2 separate regions of the Sus scrofa genome follow, and region 1 is linked to region 2. Evidence: chromatin contacts called from public HiChIP or PLAC-seq data. All regions are on one chromosome and are shown on one strand. Each heading gives the region's core, a stretch centred on a gene start, on an enhancer-like site or on the middle of the called end of the contact. The rest is flanking DNA. Distances are from core to core; before and after follow the strand shown.

Region 1 (6,571 bases), core at 1,278-3,777, 92 kb after region 2:
CTGGATGCACCAGATGCTTTTTATATATTAGCTCTAACTTTGCCTTATATTATTCTGCCTTGTGAGACACCCTGAGGAAAACTCTTCTCTTCTTTCCCACCAGAGCCTAGAGAAATCCATCAAATATTTTCCCTCGGAAATTCTGACTCTTGAGTCATTGGTGGGCTATGTACTCACACACCTCCCATCCCTTCCTTCCAGGGCTTAATCATAGCAGTTAGTTTGGAGGAGGAAAGGGTGGGCTCCTCCATTTATAGACTCTAGCATGGAGGTTATGAAAAGTCCAAATGTCCCTGTATCTGATCTGGCTAAAGACAATGTTTGCTACTCAAAAGTCAGGGATTCTAGGCGAAAGGCTTGTGAGAGAGCATGCCAAGGTGGATGCAGCCAGCATGTAATAATTATTACAAGATTATGATGGAGCCACCTGATGCCTCTGCCCCTTCGACAGTGAAAACTTGGCTGAACTCAATGTATATATTCAGAAAACACAGTAGAGGGAGAATGAATTGTCACCTCCTATTGCCTTTGTGATGGAATAACTTTTTTTTTTTCCCCCCAGGTAGGAAGGTTAAACTAAAATGCCAGGATTAACTGCAGTGACTGGAACTTGATTCCTGACAGGAAGTATAAACAATTATGTGAATGGTGTTCACGCAAAACCTTCAGACTGATTTACTGGGAGCTCTTTGGGACCTGTCATGCATGTCACACTGACCTTGCAAACTCAATTACTTAAGCTAGAAGAGGCAGGCTTCTCTGGACTGTAATTTACAAATCAAGTGCAGTTTGCCCACTGCAACTATCTTTCCCTCTTTTTAGTAGAAACCATCCAGTAAGTTTGCAGTACTCTGACACATTGAGAGCTCAGAGACCTTAAGATACTTTGGGGGTAAAACAAAAAAATAAAAATTTACATGCAATTTGAGGAGGTGTGGTTAGATAAAGCATAAGAGTGGAAAGTGAAATTGAGCCTGGAGGAGTCAGGGAAAAGAAAATTCACCACTGAGAAGAAGAACATGTGGTTTTGCAGGAGAGCCTGCTAGTTAGCTCCAGAGGGAACAATGGGAATAAATAGAGCTATTTAAAAAGTGGGATGGAGGGGGTGTGATTAGAGGTAATTTAGCATTTGAAAAATAACAAAACATTGGTAATCACCCTGTAGCTATTTATTGGTTTCCAAATCATAGGCTAACTGAACTTAATCTAGGCAGGCTGAGTAAAGAAAGATCAGAGGGTATGTCCCTTCACAAAAGTAATGCATATATTGCAGGGGCTGCGATCTAAAGCGGGAACTTGAAAAATGCTGTTCTGAGCTCTAGAATCTAAACATGTGACATTGCGACTATCTTTAAATTTGATCTACACGTTAAGTCCTGGAGATTCTCTGGTATACTTTTCACACTCTGAGTGGGAAGGTAGCTTTTATAATTTTCACCACATTTGGATCACAATGATCATCCTTTTTCCTGTCCTACCAGAGCAACTCATGCTTTTCCTCTCAATTTTTACTTGTCACACCTACTACTCGATATCAAAAATACATTTTTTTTAAAAAGGCAAAATGTTTATCCACTAGTTTACAGCAGTAGAATTCTTTGAAACGAGATACCATGGGAATATTTCAGCGTTTGGAACTTGTTGCATATAAACCAGCTGGACTTTGTTTAAAATTTTAAAGCCTTCAAATATTTCACTGAAAGAAACCCAAGATATCTTTTTTTTTATAGATGTCGAGAGGTCACATTTTTATTGGTTCATCTGTGTGTCATATAAAAAGGCCTCCATATTTGTAACCACAGTAGGTCTCTAGGTTCCTGGCTCAGTCACTCCATATCATTAAGACGGGTTAATTGTGGGTTTAATTTTTGTTAAAATGCAGTACTTATTTATGGACGCCACAGTCAGACTTATTCATCTTTCTAGTAAAAGGAATGCAATAAACAAAAGAAGCAAAATTTTACAAAGCACTTGATCTTCATGGAATAACCAGGTTACATTTCAATTCAGAAACAGTTGTGCTGAAATTATTCACGGTTATTCTGCTATACCTTTCCCCCAATGTCTTTATTCCTGATGAAAGCTAAGCTGAACATTGTTGTCAAGGGTGGTGAGGTGCTGAGACAGATAAGAGAGTGGGAAATGCATCCCACAAGGTTCAGTTGTTCTCCTCCAGGTCAAACAGTATATTAGGGGGATATCTGTGAAGCTGGATGATCCTTCCCATACTGAAATCTGGAACATTCTAAAAGAAATGGTATATATACTTATTTTCAGCTATGGCCCTGCTTCTCCTCCAATGTCCTCTGTAAGGTCTCTGCACTTAATTTTTATTGCTAGTTCCTATTCACAACCAATACACACAAACACACTTTGGGTCTGTCTGTCTGATTTTTCTTTGATACCTTCCTATCACAGGGCAGTGATAGCTTCATTTTATGAAAGCATGAAATGAATCCAGTGTCACCCAGCATTGTCAACAGAAATAAGATCAACACTTAAGAGTCTGAGTTCCAGACCAGGCATGAGTACCCTGAACTCCTGTAATGAGAGGTGCCACTTCTGGGAACCAGAGCTATATTCATATAAACAGCTGCAGAATCCAGCAAGGAAATTTATGTAATTAGCAAAGCAGGCAGAGATAGGATTTTTGGCTTCAGATTCAAATTCCACTTCATGATTCCAAGGTGGAGAGTGTTTTGTTATCTGCCCACGTGGGACTGATTTCCCTCCTAGGCCTCTAAATCAAATACCAGTACTGTGGCAGGAGCCCAAGAAACTGTAAGAGATTGAGGCAGCAAATTCTCATGCGTCCACTCCTCAAAGCTTTGGGTTCACAGTTGCAAGTGAAATTCAAGCAAGGGTAGCAAAGTGGGGCATTTCATACTCTTCCCCTTGTTAGGCAGTGGTGCTAGCCACTCCCTGGGCCCAGGACTGGATCAGCAGAATGACTTCAGAGTAGTGTCCTTTATCAAGGAATTGGGATACAGCTGCACATTCTTGCTTTGAGGTCTTTCTAGGGGTGGAGAAGGGACTTGGTTGCTCTCCTTGTTCTGTGCCCTGACATGAAGCCTGAGAACCCTCTCCCTTGCTTGAGGCACCATGTCATTCAACATCCGTTCTTTTGTTTATTTATTATGCAACCTATAGGTGTATCATCTCAATTATAAACCCACACAGGGGCTTTCTCCTCCCTATGCCCCATGCTCCGTCGCCTAACAATTTTCTCTGGGTGAGCTGGCACTGGTCCTGTGGAACAGATCCCACATATGTCCACTGTCTCTCCAGGTGACATCCGGGGCAATGTCTGCTCCCATCCTGGGGAGCCCTTGGTGGGTTAGTTGATGCATGGTCCTTGGAATGTTCTTCCATTGGTATGTGAATCTGAAGGGCAAAGGGCAAAGAGCAAAGAGGAAGAAAGAAGGGGATAGAAGGGGAAGAGAGAAACCTAGCAAGAAAAGGGGATGGGAGAGGACCATAAGCACTGTAGTGCCAGCTTTAAGTCATAAACCTTTGAGTCATAAAGAATAACTGAGGAGTGGACCGAGTGCTGTTTGACTCAGAGAGTGTTTCAGTACCTGTCCCAGCTTGATTCAAAACTTTGACATGTTTCTCATCATCTGCACATGGCTTTCAGGGGTGCTGCTCTCCTGGATTTGGCAGGTAGGCAGTCCCATCTCCATTTCACCTCACTCAGAGAGCGGGGGCCCAGGATATATTTCGCAATTTTCTACCTCTTTGTGCTCTCTCTCTTATCTGGCTTTGGGTTAAACCTCCAGGATGACTTGGCTTTGAAACCACAGAGAGCTTATGCATGCTAACTCTTGGTAAAGAGAGGACTTTTATCAGGGATGGGAGAGGAAGGGATAATGATAGTCAGTGCCTGTTCTGGGGAAATACTATATATATGGAGGAGGAGGTGGCAATGAGGATGGATCTGGGGTGCTGGCAGTGGGAGAGATATGCCTATAAAGATTATTCTGTATCTAACCTAATCTAATCCAGTCTCTTTCCCAACAAAGGTATCACCTATGTGTACATGAAGCAGAACTGAAACCTTGATGAATATTAACAACATTAACAATACTAGGAGTTCCCATTGTGGCTCAGTGGTTATCGAACCTGACTAGCATCCATGAGGATGCTGGTTCTATCCCTGGCCTCCCTCAGTGGGTTAAGGATCTGGCGTTGCCCTGAGCTGTGGTGTAGGTCACAGACGTGGCTCGGATTGGACCCCTAACCTGGGAACTTCCATGCACCACAGGTGCGTCCTAAAAAAAAAAAAAAAAAAAAAAAAAAACCACAAAAAAACCCAAACAAACAAAAAAACCAATACTAGCATAAGTAGCATAAATAACAATGCTAAAAATTCTAAGTGCAGCTTTCAATGGAGTAAGAGTGATGGGGATCTTTTAGGATAATCTATGGGGGCTTTTTCAAAGAGAAGTCGTGATTCTGATCTTGAATTATCCCACACTCCCCATTACTGCCCTTTTTGGAGGGAGACTGACCGGTTTACGTGCCTCTGTCACTTATGGAAATGTATCACATCCCTTAGAGAGAATAGTCCCTGGTCATATCCCCTCTGATACATAGAACATATCAAACAGTAGCGTGGAATGTGGACTTTTGTTAGGAGCCTTGCACTTTATGTAAAAGGTCCATAAATCAATACCTGTAGCATTTGTAGACTGAAGGGACAAACTACTTCATCCTGATATGTACCCTGTTTATTAAAATTTGGATAGATCCTTTTGTGATGAATAAAACACAAATTCATTTCAAAGTGTACTACACTTACACCATTTCAATCAACAGGAAAAAAAGAGAAGGTAAAATTCTGCAGGTATTTACAAACGTTTTTTCCTTTAATAAAGCATGTATAACTGAAAGGTTAGGAACCAAGACTAAAGATAGTGGAGACTTTTGATAAAACAAACACTGTAGTTACTGTTATTGGAATACCTTTGCTGTTTAATGGAAACATCATAAGAAGGAGTTCAGGAAAAGATAAACAGGGTAGGCAGAGGCACTGAAAGAATTTTGGAGATTGAAATCAAAGCAGTTATTGAAATGGCAACCAAATGGTGGTAGGCTATAGTTTTAAACAACTGGGTTTGGAGACGCTTAGATGCTTATCAAGTTAGCTGAGGTTCTCTCCCAGAGTCACTGCATTGTTGTGTGAGATTGACAGCACATAGCCTCCCTAAGTAAGACTGAGCATCCCTAGGTTACAATCAGGTATTAGTAGTACAGGCATACTCCCAACACACATACACGAACAGCTGAAGTACAGCCAGGTAGCTATGATTTGAGCCTCTACCCTATGTACGTGTTACCTGGCTAGTAATCAGCTAAAGTCCATCCTTTTGTAAAATTACCACACTTCCTTAATGTAAGTTAAAACTGCAATGTAAGATAAATATTGATTCATACTTTTATAACATTTTATCTGCATTCCGTTAGTATTAAATTGTTTGGTGAATTGCATGATTTACTGATCAACTTTGGGAGAAAAGAACTTCACTTAGTGTTCAGCATTGCCTGCAAGACCTCCCAGAAAGTATCAAGGACCAAAAAACGATTTTGAAAATGGATGGCAAACTCTCATTCTAAGGGTTGGCAGATAGTAAAGCTCCTCCAATCTGATTTAAGGGATTAATTCAGCCAGATGAATGAAGTGGCTATGGCAGCATCAGCTGGGATAGTTCTTCCCCTTGTGTGTGTGGAGTGGGGTGGGGAGGTCTCACTTGTGGTGGTAGTACATTGCGGTGGGTGAAATATTGGGAAGCAAAGGAAGGCAAGATGTATGCTTCTATAACAAGGTAGCTAAAAGTATTCAGTAGACAGTCTTGGAGAAGGAGCTATCAAGATCAAGATGATACTCATGGCCCAATGTGGTGAGATAATATTGCCCAACCAAAGCAACTGGGTTGGTCTTTGGGCAATATGGCCTGACCTCTTCCCTTGGTTTCTAGCATCTTTCTGTGACATCTCACTTCCTGAGGTTCCCTTTGAAGACTTCCTGCGGCATTGACTTTAACCCAGTCTTATCTATATGAAAATATTAACTGAGAACCATTAGCATAGGACATGGTGTGTGACTGTCCAAAAACTTCACCCCTCTGCCAAGGGAAAGTATACCTAGGGCAGACACTAATACACGAGGAGAAAATGCTTTTCATAATTACGTTTTATTCCAGAGACTTCTCTTTCAAAGTTTTTTCAAATGTTCTACACAGAAACTTGATTGTGTTGGACCAGGACTGAAGTTGTTCATCAGCTTGGATAACTCAGTAGAACAACCTGCAAAACTATATTAGTGAAAAAGGAGCTATGATGACTGTGAAATTAAATCCAAATCAGAAGAGATCGAGAGTCTGGATTTTCTACTTCCTGGTGAGATTTGCTGTATTTTGTGAGCACAATTTATGTGCATATGATAGCCCTGGAGATCAGGAAAGGAGACCATCATCAGAACAGGTAATTGCAGAATGGAGACAGATCTTGTTCTGGGATTAGTTCTCAAGTTGTTTTCTCTTTGTAGTCAGGTTGCCAGATAAAATGCAGG
Region 2 (6,967 bases), core at 2,771-5,270:
ATTTAGCCTCGAAAAGGAATGCAATTCTGACACATGCTAAAACATGGATGAACCTTGAGGACATTATGCTAAGTGAAATAAGCAATCACAAAAATACAAATACTATATGATTCCACTTGTATGAGGTACCTGGAGTCATCAGATTCATAAAGATGGAAAGTAGAATGGTTGTTGCCAGAGGCTGAAAGGAGGAAGAAAGAGAGGGAGGAAGAAATGTTGCTGAATTGGTATGGAGTTTTAGTTTTGCAGGATGGGAAATGTTCTGGAGACTGGCTGCACAACGATGTGAATGCGCTTAACCCTACCGAACTGTGCACTTTTAAAAAACGGTTAAGATAGATTTTATATTACATGTATTTTATCATGATTAAAAATTAAAACCTTCCATATTTGGTTTACCTCATTTAAAAACACCAACAGAACATCTTATGTCAACTGAACATTTTTTGCTATTATTTTAGCAGTTATATATTAGTCTATTTTATTTTTACTGCATAACTTATTTAATCAAATCACTGTTTTTGGAAATTTAGGTTTTCTACAAAAGCAAACATCATAAACAAACTGCAGTGGGCAACACAGCTACTTCTGTGACACATGTGCAATTTCTTCCTTAGAATCAACTCCTAGAATGGAATTGCTGGGTCAAAGGAGAATGGGGCGATGTCAGGGGTGAGAGAGGGGTGGAAAATGCAATATGAAAGCTGAAATATGAAAACTAATCAACAGAGGTCTGAGTGGCATGTGATATAAATTAAGTGCTATATATTTCTGGTTTAAAAAAAAAAGGAAATGTATGGAGTTCCCGTCGTGGCGCAGTGGTTAACGAATCCGACTAGGAACCATGAGGTTGCGGGTTCGGTCCCCGCCCTTGCTCAGTGGGTTAATAATCCGGCGTTGCCGTGAGCTGTGGTGTAGGTTGCAGAAGCGGCTCAGATCCTGCGTTGCTGTGGCTCTGGCGTAGGCCAGTGGCTACAGCTCCAATTCGACCCCTAGCCTGGGAAGCTCCATATGCCGCGGGAGCAGCCCAAAGAAATAGCAAAAAGACAAAAAAAAAAAAAAAAAGGAAATGTAATTTACTCATTCATTTATTCTTTATATAAAATGTACTGAGCCTCTGCTATGCATCACTCTTCTAGACACTGTGATATCAAATTGTCTTATTAGACACTCTCTTATCCCTCGAGGAACTTAGAGACTAGGGAAGAGAGAAACAAATAAATCACCAATTTCAGTGCAGCCTGGTATAGGAGGGAAGAGACGCCCAAGGGCTAATGGCAGCAGGAGAGGAAGTTCACCAATCAGGGGAGGCTTTTCAATGGAACTAGGTATATGTCAGTGAGCTGAGTTTTGAGGGAGAAGTCAGAGTTATTCAGGCTTCAAAAGCGGATAACTGCATGTGGTAGCCCACCTCACTTCCTGGTACTTATGCCCTTGTGGAGCCTCCTCCCACCCTGGATCAGAGCTGTTCTGAATATCCAATAGAGAACGGTAGCATAACAGTGTGTCAACTCTGCCACACTGCTTGCTCGGTAAGAAGTCAGCTGCTGGGCCATTCAAGCAGCCCTGTGAAGAGGACCACGTGAAGAAGAACTGAGACCTCCCACTAAGAGCCAGTGCAACTTACCAGTCTGGTGAATAAACCACCTCCGAAGTGGATCTTCGCGCCCCAGTGGGTGACTGCATCCTGACGTCTTAACTGTGGCCTCCTGAGGGGACCTAAGACAGAACCAAGAGTCATATAAGCCATTACTGATCTTGAAAGCCACGACAAAGTGCTGGGGGATTTGCTTCTCAGCAACAGTTATGTTAATATACTATGTCTTAAGCACAGCTGAAATTTTCTGAAAATGGGAGCTATTTGGAGTAACCCCAGAAAAGGTTACCTATGGGGGAACAGTAGGAGCTGGAGAGAGAGAGCAGGGCCAGGTAACTCCTGAATGTGGTATGCCCTGCCCTCCTCACCCTCCTCACCAACTGAACCAGTCTTGTTCATGTGTTTGGTGACGATCTGGATGAGGGCATATGGGGGAGGACGTGTCTTAAGAACAGTGGGCTGAGGGGGAGGCCTTGGCTGGGAGAAAAGCCTCAGAGGGTGAGCAGAGGCGGAAAATGACAGCAGCCCAAGAATGAGTGGCCACTAAAATAGGAAAGAAAAGGAGAAAGTGGAATTCCAAAAGTTAGAGTTTTGAACAAGAGGGGGTGGTTAATGGTGTCAAAAGCAACAAAGAAATCAGACAAGGCCTGAGAAGTGGGCACTGGATGGGTCCCTGTGCAGCCCCCTCTGTTGGATAAGTGGAGCCTTCAAAACATTGGGTCTGACCCTCTGACTCCGGTAACACCCACCGTCCTTCAGTGGCCCATGTACACACTGTCACCTCTACATCACCCCTCTGTCTCTTCCCACTTTTCTCTTTTCTTCCCTTCCCACTGGCCACGTTGGCCTTTTCCCTGCTACCACCTCAAGTGTCTTTGCTTTTTGTCCCTCAGTGCTCAAAAGAGTTTCCCCACCAAGACCCACTCTGCTCTAGTTTTCTGACTCATCTTCCAAGCGGCTTTCCCTCAGCCTCCTGTGGCTGGAACCTCCAGGTTCCCACTGACACACATTCTCTTACCCATTCTCTGCTCTCTTGCTCCCCCTACTGATCACTCTACAGGCCACATCTTTTACTTGATCCTGCTTATTGCATCTCTCCTCCTCCCAGCTCCAGGAGTTTGAAACTCTATCCCCATAACTTAGAACCCAAAGGCTCTTTAAATATCAGGTCAGGCACAGATACTGTTTTCACGACTCACAACTTCCAACCGCAGTGTGACAGCTGCTATCTTTGAGGCATGCACAAAGCACTAAGGCTCTGAGGAAGGACTGACAAAGGAGGTGACATTTGAGAAGAACACGGGAGCAGTGGCCGTGCACAATTGAAAGCGGCATCATATTCTGATGTGCCTGGACTATGGGGTGGGGAGTGGCTGAAGCCACGCTGTGAAAGGTTTTGAGGAGGGTACAGTGAAGAGCCTTATCTTTAACCTAAAGCCAGAGATTTTCAAACTGTCCCCTGAAGAGCCCATGGACTTCACAACCTGCCAGTCGATGATGGCTGGGAGGCTGGATGGCAAAGTGTGTTCTAGCTTCTGTTGTTTGACACATCGTTCTTCTGATTAGTCCTTCTATTAAAGGCTGCCTTCTGCCCCCAGAATTTTGAAGCCCATCTCTGTTGGTGACGGGAGCTGTGGACCTAAGGAATCACCAAGTCCAAGTAGAATTAACCATTTCCTTTAACCACACAGGAGGGCAGGCAAGACCTGGGAGTCCCCTGTAAGAACATGCAGGTTTTCTGGATCAGCTTTGGCAGCAAAAGGACATAGGAAAAAAGGCTGGGCTTTGGGTAGGGCTCGTGGGGCAGAGCGCCCTTCCACCCAGGTGACAAATCCAGCTTCCTCAGGCGCACGCCTAGGATTAGCCCTGGTTGCAATCCCTGCTTCCCAAGAAAAAAGGCAACTCACTAAAGACACACCCTCACTTGGTGGCAAAGGTGGGGTTAGCTCTCCCGACTCTGCCCTTTTTAATGCATTGTTTGAAGTCCTCAGCTAGCAGATTAAAATAGTGCAAGGGCATTAGTGTGTGAGGAGGAGGGGGGGAAGGGAAGGGAGGCAAGGAGGGTGGAGTTGCGGGCTGAGCCAGTTCCATTTGGGCCAAACCCGGTTCCTTATCTGTAAAGCCAGAGACACTCGTGCTCTCTACGCCACCTGCTCATTCTGTGACACTTTTTTTTTTTTGCTTTCGAAAAGTCTAACAGATACAAAGATGAGCGGGATTCCCATTTTCTGTCAAATTCTCCAAAGGCAGCTAAGGGAAGGAAATCAGGACCTTTCATTGCTGTACCACACCCACATTTCAAAGCGCTGACCTTGAAGAGTCCGCTCCAGCCCAGGCGGGGGCCGAGGGGCGGACTTGTGCTACGTGACTGCGCGCTCGCCGTGCCCCGCTACGCCGGACGCGCGTCCCGCAGGCTGGCGCCGCCCTCTCCCCGCTCCTCCCTCCCCAGCCCCACCTGCACATCTCCACGCGCAGAGCGGAAGGAGCGTGCTCTGCGGAGGATGCGCATCCAGATGCTCGCGCTTCCCTCTCCTTCCAGGATCCGAGATTCGCAAGGTCATCAACCCTCTGAGTCTCGGTGTCCGTTCTGAGACTTGCAACTTGGGGAGGTTCCCCGAGGGCCCTTCCCGCTGCTCTAAGGTCTGAGGCTGTGGTTTCATGAATGATAGTTTAACACTCTGCAAAGCATTAATGAGACGGTAGCTATAAAGTGGCATGAATTCCGTGAGATAAAGGTGCTGATTTAATTTGTTACCCATTGCTTATAAAATCCAGGGAAAATGGCAGTTTTAAATCGGCGTTTACCTAGCTGTAACAACCGTGACAACCTTCCTGTAGTTTGCAGAACACTGTAAACGGCAGGCTGGGATCCGAATCGTTCCTTCAGTTTTACAGATGAGGAAATTAAATGTCGTTTCTTAGAATAGTAATCATCCTTGTATCGTTATTAGTGAAAGTGATGTATTTTGAGTGAAAAACATAAATTGTTAAATACATGTACATCTGAGGAACTCTTTCTGGAGCCACTTTCAAAGAATGCTCCCAATCTAACCTTAAACAAAAGGGAAGGGCAAAGCGATATTATCTTTTAAGTCAGGAAAATAAACAGTTTTCTGTTTTCTTCCCTCTTTTGTAGACACTGTTTGATAAGTTTCTCACCAGCACTTGGGCCTAAGCAAAGTTGGAGCAATGTGGGGGTCACCTCCCTGTGTTCTAAACTGTATGTTGTGAGGTGATGGAAATGAGGCTACAGTTTTTAGGGAAGTATCTTCCTGCTCATTTACTGCTTGTGTGGTGTGGTCTCCCTGACCGCTGAATATGGTTCAGGGTCTACCAAAAGGAATGAGATTTGCCAGCATCCACCTTCTCTGTCTGTGAGGGCTGGGTGAAGGATGTTCAAGGAACTCCAAGGGTAGAGGTCAAGCTGCCTAACTGATCTGGGTGGGCGTGGTGAGGGCAATAAAGGAATTGCATCTGCAGAGCCCCTTCCATGCAGTTTAACCTGTACAACAGGCCTAGGAGATAGATTGCCGTGATTCTCTGTGCCACATATGTAAGGCCCAGAAAAGTTGCCTCAGGTAAAATGGCCAGGAAGTCATAAAACCAATTTTCATACCAAGCTATCTAAACTCTAGCTTCAGAACCGTCCCTTTGTCCTCCAGAAACCCAAGCGTCACTCAGGCTCCGTCAGAGTGACGGTCCTGGGACGGCAGAGACTTCCAGGGGAACGAGATTGTACATCTCTAATCTACCACGATCTGGCTCCAAAGCAGTGAGATTGGTGGAAAATAGGGCTATACAGCAGGAGTTGGCAGACTGTGGTCCAGGGGCCAAATCCAGCCTGTCACCGGTTTTTGTACAGCCAGCAAGTTAAAACTGGTTTTTACATTTTCTTATAGTTCCGGGGGAGGGGAGAGACAATAAATGAAAGAAGAATAATATTTTGTAGCATATAAAAATTATATTTTAAAATATCTGAAATTCAGGTTTCCATGTCCAAAAATGAAATTTTATTGTAATGCAGCCTTGCTTGTTGCTTGCATATTGTCTACCGCTGCTTTCCTAATACAAACACAAAGTTGAATGGAATTAGTTCTTATTATTTGTGGCAGTTATGTTCTATAAAGTCACCAGGAATAATAAATTAGCATTACTGAACCATTGCTCCTAAGAGAAAAACATAGTATGCCTTGGTCAGTATCCTGAGAAATGAAGTGTGAAGGGCTGTGGAAGGAGAAGAGACTTGAAACACAGCCTGGCCATTTATAACTCCCATCATCAGTCTCTGAAATGGATTAAGCTCTTCGTTTGCTTGTTAGGACTTTCCAATTTCCAGAAAGGTCTGGAGACAGCTCTCAACCCAAGTACCTGCTAAAATAGGAGGGAAATGAATAGGGCAGGTACGGGGGCTCTGAGGAGTAAGGTAGGGTCACCGGGCAGGCCACAGGGCCATGGACTTGTTCTGTTAAGTTTCTCATTTGGTTCGGAGCGTCCCATCTCAAAAGACCAGGACAGGGGAGAGAAAGTCAATTCTGAGAGCAGACTTGGTGGAGGAAAGGCTTTCTGTAGCCCTTAGGAGTAAAGGCCTTTTTTTTGTTTCTATATATATTATATATTTATCTTTTTAGGGCCGCACCTATGGCGTATGGAAGTTTCCAGGCTGGGGGTAGAATCAGAGCTGTAACTGCTGGCCTATGCTGCAGCCACAGCAACAAGGGATCTGAGCCTCCTCTTTGACCTACACCAGAGCTCAGGGCAATGCCAGATCCTTAACCCACTGAGCGAGGCCAGTGATTGAACTTGTATCCTCATGGATACTAGTCAAATTTGCTTCTGCTGAGCCATGACGGGAACTCCTTTTTTTAAGTTTTTAAAAACCACTTTATTGAAGCATGAATGACATCTACAAAGCTGACCTGTTTAACATATACAACTTTATGAGTTTGGAGACAAGAATATTCCCTTAAAACTATCACTACAATCTATGCCATATCCACACCTCCAAAACTTTCCTCCTGCCCTCTTTTGTTGTTGTCGTTGTTGTTGCTATTACTATTTTGTGATAAGAACACTTGACATAAGATCTACCTTCTTAGCAAAATTTTTAGATACAGTATTGTTAACTACAGGTACTATACTGTACAGTAAATTTCTAGAACTTATTTGTAGTGCTTAACTGAAACTTTGTACCCTTTGACTAATGCTACTTTTTTTCCCCTCCTCTGAGCCCATAGTAACCACCATTCTGTGCTCTGCTTCTCTGAGATGATTTTAGGTTTCTCATATAAGTGGGATCATGTAGTATTTGTCCTGCATCTGGCTTATCTTGTAAAAGCTTTTTCTGATGTGAGCAGACCCAGCAAACAGAGA

What was found. HiChIP or PLAC-seq counts read pairs in DNA pulled down with a chosen protein or histone mark.
Region 1: a contact with region 2 is called in an H3K27ac HiChIP or PLAC-seq map of skeletal muscle. The contact joins two enhancer-like sites. A contact is called at or near these places in 3 of 47 Hi-C or Micro-C datasets (epiblast stem cells, heart right ventricle and liver) and 1 of 2 datasets of contacts at active chromatin or transcription factors (skeletal muscle).

The regions. Positions count from the first base shown.
Region 1 is chr17:1,241,049-1,247,619 of Sscrofa11.1, forward strand. The region is part of intron 5 of DLC1 (rho GTPase-activating protein 7); the gene reads right to left. Among named protein-coding and RNA genes, the nearest start is that of KIAA1456, 180 kb to the left of the region's middle. Within about 2 kb of position 2,528, at least 5 of the 83 cell types and tissues checked have an H3K27ac peak or open chromatin away from gene starts, as enhancers often do.
Region 2 is chr17:1,147,746-1,154,712 of Sscrofa11.1, forward strand. No RefSeq gene overlaps it. Among named protein-coding and RNA genes, the nearest start is that of KIAA1456, 91 kb to the left of the region's middle. Within about 2 kb of position 4,021, at least 41 of the 83 cell types and tissues checked have an H3K27ac peak or open chromatin away from gene starts, as enhancers often do.